Regions from separate parts of the Zea mays genome. Here region 1 is linked to region 2. Evidence: chromatin contacts called from public Hi-C data. All regions are on one chromosome and are shown on one strand. Each heading gives the region's core, a stretch centred on a gene start, on an enhancer-like site or on the middle of the called end of the contact. The rest is flanking DNA. Distances are from core to core; before and after follow the strand shown. Region 1 has its middle 13 kb from the start of LOC109945927. Region 2 has its middle 38 kb from the start of LOC109945623.

Evidence for each region. A called contact is a pair of places that touch in the nucleus more often than the background predicts.
Region 1: a Hi-C map of ear shows a contact between it and region 2, with 1.7 times the contacts expected there. The contact joins two enhancer-like sites. A contact is called at or near these places in 2 of 25 Hi-C or Micro-C datasets (ear and endosperm).

Annotation. Positions count from the first base shown.
Region 1 is chr4:212,752,002-212,755,928 of Zm-B73-REFERENCE-NAM-5.0, forward strand. No RefSeq gene overlaps it. Among protein-coding and RNA genes, the nearest start is that of LOC109945927, 13 kb to the left of the region's middle. Within about 2 kb of position 2,375, at least 7 of the 20 cell types and tissues checked have an H3K27ac peak or open chromatin away from gene starts, as enhancers often do. A contact at or near this core is called in ear, where this site is marked.
Region 2 is chr4:212,583,249-212,587,074 of Zm-B73-REFERENCE-NAM-5.0, forward strand. No RefSeq gene overlaps it. Among protein-coding and RNA genes, the nearest start is that of LOC109945623, 38 kb to the left of the region's middle. Within about 2 kb of position 1,808, at least 16 of the 20 cell types and tissues checked have an H3K27ac peak or open chromatin away from gene starts, as enhancers often do. A contact at or near this core is called in ear, where this site is marked.

The DNA of each region.
Region 1 (3,927 bases), core at 1,125-3,624, 170 kb after region 2:
ACTGAGTCTTTTGAGTAATAGTCAGTAATTATTTTACTACTCAGTAAATAGTCTTGTATTGCCGAGTCTTACCAGCAACAGTTTTTTCAATAAAATGCTCTCAGTAATTGCATTACTTAAAGCATTTTAGTAGTAGTTTTTAATAAAATGCTCTCAATAATTGTATTGCTGAGTCATGTCAGTAATTTTTTATAAAAATAGCACTCAGTAATTGTATTACTGAAGTCATATCAGCAGTAGTTTTTAATAAAAATCCCTCAGTATTTGTATTACCGAGTCATGTAAGTAGTTTTTTTAAAAAAAATAGCACTCAGTAATTTTATTGCTTAAGTCATTTAGCAGCAGTTTTTTAATAAATGTTCACAATAATTATGTTACTGAAGTCAAGTTAGCATACTTTTTAATAAAATGCTCTCAGTAATTGTTTTAATGAGTCATGTCAACATATTTTTTTAAAATAGCACTCAGTAATTGAATTACTGAAGTCAAGTCAGCAGCAGTTTTTTATTAAAATGCTCTCAGTAATTGTATTACAAAGTCGTGACAGAAGATTTTTTAAAAATAGCACTCAGAACATTTATTACTGAGTCATATCAGCAGCAGCTTTTTTATAAAATGCTCTCAGTAATTGTATTACTGACGAAAACATTTGTTTTTACTGACGAAACGTTTAATTATTTACTAACGAAATGTTTATTATTATTGACGAAACATTCGGTTATTACTGACGAAAAGTTTGATTATTAATGTTCGGTTATTATAAAAAATGTTCGCTTATTACTGACAAATCTGAACAACCACGGATAGCACCTATAAAGTGAATGCACGCAATGTGCGTGGAGTTATTGGATCCCGCAAAAAAAAGAAAAAGTTTAACGCGCATCTGGGGTGTAGGGGTGAAAACGGGCGAATACGGACGGATAGTAGCTTATCCTGTATCCTATCCTGATGTATTTAAAACGGATTCGGGATCGGATACAGATAGTTAGAAATAGGACAGATACAGATACAGGGACCGGATATTTATCCGGGCGGATAAGTGATGGATACATATATTATTTGATCGGATATCGGATACTTGTCGGATAATGCATTAATTGGTTATCATAAAATATTCTTATTCGACCACGAAATTGCAAGTAAATTAATACTAATAAACATTTAATAGAAGATAATCTAAAGTTCCCACATAAAAATGGTAAAGTGAAGTATTGATTATGTTGAAACTTGGATACTTAGAGTGATTTCACGTGTAATTCACGCAATAAGTGGAAATAAAATAGAAGAAATGTTGACATCATGTGGACTTTATGGTCCCATTATTTTTGATGACTATATGTGACCATATGTTGTACCTTCGTATAATTTCATGGATTTCTGAGGCTATTTTTACATTATTAATTTCTTTCTACATAAAATCATCAAGATATAATTAAAATTCATAAAATACACTAGTTTTGACCTAAAATTACAAAAAGCTTACCAAAACAAATAAACATTCTATTCAAATAAAACCTCAAGTCCCCACATGAAAATGATAAGTGAAATATTAATTATGTTGAAACTTCGATACATAAAATAATTTCAGGTGTAACTCACGCAATAAGTGGGAGTGGAATGGAAGAAACACCAACATCTTGTGGATTTTATAGTCCAAATATTTTTTAGAACTATATGTGGATAATGATTTTTTAGGCTATTTGGTGTATTATTAATTTCTTATTGTAGAAAATCATCAAAATACAATTAAATTCATAAAAATATTGTAGCGTCGACCAAAAATTACAAATAAGTTACCAATATTAATAAATAGTTTATAAAAAGATAATCCTAAGTTCCCACATGGAGATAATCTTAAGTCCCCACATGAAAATGATAAAGTCTATTATTTTGATATAAATTTAGACAATATTTCAATGATTTTGGCCTAAAGATATGTTTAAACAAAAACGTGATGTACTACAAAGTTATAAATCTCTTCGAGCTCTACAAATTTCATATAAACTTTATATTAATCCGATTTAATATGTAAAAGTTATGATTTTATAACTATATTATTATGCAGAAAAAGAAAAAAACGGGTATCCAAATTCTGGATACCCGTATCCGACCCGAATATCCGGGTATTTACCGGGTAGTACTCGCTCCGTATCCGACCCAAATCCTAAGTTGTACTATCTAGGTATTATCCGAATCCATATCCGAAAAAATAGGTATTTACTATCCGTATCCGGTACCCGACGGGTATACCTCACCCGTTTTCACTTTAATTGGGTGTGCGGCAAAAAAAAAAAAGGGGGCGTGCGGAAGGGAAGGGCAGCTTTTGCATGCGGACATGCACGGAGGTCCACCTGACCGACGCGCTGGGACAGACAGGTCCAGGTGAGCGCACTGGACGGCTAGTCGGGCGTAGCGGGGTTCGGTCCAGATGAAGCTTCAGTGCCATTTTGAGAAGCCGCTAGGAACGTGAAATCAGCCGTCCCTACAAATATATTTCTAGGAACATCAACCGTCCCTGAAAATACACTCCTAGAGGTGGCGGTGTTTTAAGCTTGGTTCTTGGCAACTCCATAATTGGTGCCTCTAATATAAGGTCTTCTTCATCGTAAAGCTTGATTTCTAGACGTGGCTCGGGTCTTGAGACTTTATAGAAACTGATTTAAACGGAGCTTGATGCTTTTCGTGGGAAAAAAATACCAGTGGCGTCTTTAAAAAATATTTCTGTTGTAGTGAGCAGCAATTATTAGTATTACCTTTATTTAGATCATGCCTAACTTATTTAATTACGGTGCTAGATTTGCCAACAATCGTGCGGATGTTTCAGATTTTTATATCTTGGATTCTTCCCTTTCTGAAGCATCATAACATGTAATCCTAGCCGACGCCTAAGTGGCCATAGCATTTGAAAAAAGAAAGAGTCTCGAGCTGCGACTACCATATTGATCACACAAAGTGAGCCTTTTTGTTAAAACGTATTAGTTTTTGTATTCCAAGAAACGTTATGCTCTGGGTCCGGGCCTGACGTTTCGGCATCACAGGCCTAGTAAAGCTATGAAAAGTTAAGTTTTGTGGGAGTATATGTGGAAAGAATTCTATTGTTGATGACCTCGGCCACCCTAGCAAAAGCGATCATACACTAGCTAGTAATATATCACACTAAGGTAAATGACATGTGCAGTGATGTCATTTCCTAATCCCCTCTTCCGAGCATGGTCTATCCAAATTGAATCCCAGATTTTTTGTAATGAGGAAAAACACTCTCAAAGCTATAGTGCCTCTTCCCCCTTTTCGTCTTGTTCGATTTGTAATTAAGGCTTTATTCTGTTAATCTGTTCCACATGGGAATTGAGTGCGATTGAATCCCATGCAAGTCAAAATCTCTCTTATCCCCTTCCATGTCCTAATATCCCGTCAAACGAACCTTGCATGAAGGATCAAACCTAACCATCTCCATCCAAGCTTTCGACCGCGAGTATCATATCTAGACTTGACCTATTGAATGGCTCTAATTATGCCTCTTGAATGGAGAAGATTGACCTCGTATTGGTGTTAGTTGAAATAGACTATACCATTGACAATGGATGGCATATTGCCCTAGTATTGACAGTAGAAGAAACTACTGAGGCATACAACTTTAATCGTGGCATATGAGAAATGCATGATTGTCATAAAAGCTCTATCATAGAATATATAACGGGAGAAATCTTTAAATGTCAGCACCACATATTACATTTATATGATTCAACAATAGTTCACTAGTTCTTCAAAAGCATAGTACATAAATTGGTAACTGCATTGTCTTAGTCTTGGTATACTAGTCTATTAAAGTAGAGATTATAACCTAATAAATTAAGTTCTAAGTATACAAGAGTAAGTATGTGATCAATGAGGACAATGTTGGGTTGATCTCATCTGAACTTAGTTAGA
Region 2 (3,826 bases), core at 558-3,057:
CACGTGTTATGATATCATATGTACAGGCTGCGATAAAAATTTTAGAATGTTTGGAGAAAGGAGTGTGGCACTATGTGTAGAAACCTAAGAGAACTACACATGAAATCATAGAGTTTCAATGTGGATCTCTTAGGTTTGTACACATAGTGTCCCACAACTTTCTCCAAACATTCTAAAATTTTTATCGCAGCCTGTACATATGATATCATGACACGTGGACAAGTTTCAGGATTTTCTGACTTTGTTTGTGTTTTATACAATTTTTAAACATGTGGATGACAAGTTCAAGGTCATGTTTAGTGAGTATGTTGCTCGAAGTTTCCGGTCCGCTCCTGGAATCGGTCGTAACTTATGCTAAGTAACATGAATATCATTTTTGCATGCACGGTTTTCCAAGTTTCGAGTGACCTGCAGTTCAAATCTAAATTTTCCGAAGAAATTCAAATAAACGAACTAAATCTACTAACCATTGAAAACTCTGTTAAAATTGTCCACAAATGATACATGTAGGTCTACATAATGTAGGAAGATACCACAAAAATTTTGGGAGACAAAATCAAAAAAATTAAAATAAACTTTGCCGAGTGCCTACTATGTGGCACTCGGCACAGAACCTCTTTGCCGAGTGCCAGCCGTTGGCTCTCGGCAAAGACTGACGGCCGTCAGCTTTGGGACGGCCGCTGACGGCCGTTTGCCGAGAGCCCCCTTTGCCGAGTGTTTGACACTCGGCAAAGTTGTCTTTGCCGAGTGTCGTCCTGTACCGAGTGTTCAGCACTCGGTAAAGTTCGCTTTACCGAGTACCTAACTTTACCGAGTGCGGCACTCGGTAAAGCCTTCTTTGCCGAGTGCCCGACAAAAGGCACTCGGCAAAGAATACAACACTCGGCAAAGCCTGCAATTTCGGTAGTGGTAGTATAATTTATGTTGGGGAAGCCTAATTTCCGTGGACCTTTGACCGATGGAAATTATTCAGTTTTCTGTTATGAGACAAATATCGAATATAGTAGTGATATGGGTATTATATTTGAGAGAGGGCAAAGATAAGAAATTTTGGCTAGTTTATAAAGTTAAAAATTTATCCACAAACTTGTAGTAATACTTTATGCATGCATGTCTCATAAGGTTCTGACGTGTGCAGGGGCATTAGTTGATGTCTACATTAGTTTATATAAATAGAAAGAAAAAGGCACTCAAATGCCAATGAGAGAGGAGGATAACATACTATTTTTTACTATTGCAATGGGCAAAAGAAGCATGCCTATCGTAGGTCAACATGATTGTTCTATAAAAGAAAAAGCATAATGCGCTGCATGGGTACCATGCTTATGCTTGTGAAGATATTGCTACTCGATCGAGGTGTGTGGAACGTATACACGTGGAGTTCGCCGGTTGCAGGAATGTTCCTCTCTTCACGCATGCAGAGCTGATCGATCAAGCTGTTTCCAGCAAATGCATGCTGCGTTCCTTTATTAATTCCAAGAAAGGATAGTTGAAAAAGCTTGCCCCGATGATGATGATGCATTGAGGAACACGGTTGTGTACTCCATATATCCGATCTACAGCTCAGAATAATTCTTTATGCAGGTATATGTGGTTGGCCCTCACGCACTGCACGGATGCATGTATGGGCTTTGTCTTAAGGTTTACACTATCGTCCCAAGTTCCCAAAGTTCGGAACGGTGCAACATCTGGTGTTTTTTTTTTTTTTTTTTTTTTGCAAAATTGCAGTGCACTCCACTATAGGTGTAGACTATGTACTATATACGTCGCTGTACGTGGATCTATCTAGCAAAACACGGCCGGCAACAGCATGGGCATGGTGTGTGTGGGCATCCACATCTGAATGATTGACTTGCATTGTTTTGAGCCGCATATCATGCAGGGAGGCGCAACAACACGACGTCCGTCCCGGCCCCACTCGCTTCTTTTGCATGCATGGCTATCATTATTTTTAATCTCTTCTTTGGCAAAAGCTAAAGAAAGAAGCCAAACTAAAGCTGTGGCGCCAGCTCAATGTCTCGTATCTTTCGCCGAATCTTCTTCGTCGTGCATATAAATGTCTGTGTGTGCTATACATATAAATGTCTGTGTGTGCTTTCGATCGTATATATATAGAATATGCGTAGTTGCTACCAAAGTTTCATATATACGTGGATGGAAGTGGTAGAAATATCTTGCTTTGTTTATTTGCAACAGAGAAAGAACGAAAGATATTTTGTAATATAGACTAGATGCATGCAAATGAGTCTTCAGTTTCTACATGTTATAGGTGACATCTAGCTAGCTGTGAGCGTGATCAGAGATGGTTGTCTAATTAATGTTTATCGCACGAGACAAATATCATTATATTTGGAATTCAATATACTTCCATAATATATCTATTTAGACGTTTTAGTGTCAATAAATCTTAAGTCACTTTAACAAAAGACGGTGTAATGCAGATTGCTTAACTTTTGGTCAATTAATTAATATTAAACACTCAAATACTCGTTATTTATTTAACAAATTTTTTACTGTAAAATAAATGTGCACATATTACCAGCCCTTAGTTGCCACTCTGTGAAATAAAAAGGGCGATGCGAAAAATTAAAAAAATTGCATATGGTTTCTTATGAGCTTTTGGAGTTTGAAAGCTGCCTTTACTAGCTAGCTAATCAAATCCACAGTTAATTAAATTACTGTAGAAGAGTGAGATCAGACACAACAGTAAAACGATAAAGATCCGACGGCCACATGATGTCCAATGGTCTCCTTGCGGCTGTCGGACGTACACTTATGTCCGATGGCTTTCTATAGCCGTCGTACATAAGAATATACGTCCGACGGCTGTCAGAGAGACCATCGGAACTAACATTATGTTCGACGGTGAGGCCGTCGGAACACTAGTACACAGAAGTTCTATAGTGACGGTCCTAAAACTATTTTCACTGGCGTTTTTCAGTGCCGCTAGTGCTAGGGGCCAGTGGAAATCGCCATTTCCACTGGCGGTTATTCAAGAACCGCCAGTGGAAATAGCATTTCCACTGGTGGTTTTCTTAAGCAACCGCCAGTGAAAATAGCATTTCCACTGGCGGTTTTATTAAGAAAACCGCCAGTGGAAATTCCACTGGCGGTTTGTTTTATTTAGCCGCCAGTGGAAAGGTTTCCCGCCTTTTTTTAAATTTTCGTACTGAAATTTATATATTTACACACACAAACATATATATATTTATATTGATATTGATAAACATGTAGTATTGATATTAAAAGCAATATGGAATTAAATTCTATCATACATTTATATACATCAAAGTCTTGTTTACAACCATATATGTATCACACATTATATACATCAAAGTTTTCACTTAAGCTCTAATAACTATCTCGGCTAAGAAATAGTCTACTAATTTCTGTTAGTATTCTAAACTCTGGCAAAGCTAATGTTCCGGAAGCATCGTGATATTTCCCTTCTGCGAGAATGACCTCTTTCAATATGAATGTGCACAGGTCCTCAACTATGCCATACAATGCACCTTCAGTCAAGTTCTCCGGGCTTCCTTGTTGAAATTGCTGTAAAGGAAGTTTATAAACATTATCTATTTATAATCAATAATAACACATTTGCATCTTTAATGACATAAATACATACGTGACTATTACTAATAATACCTTGCCAGGGTTCGTGATGTATCATCCGTTCATTCTCATGAACTCGCACACGTAGAACCCACATAGGACCGATCTGGGTGGTTGCTTGTGGCACTACATAACGGGAGATTGGTTATTTAGTTGCAACATTGTCCTATGTACGTACATGTATGATGTGTATTCATAAATTCACATACTT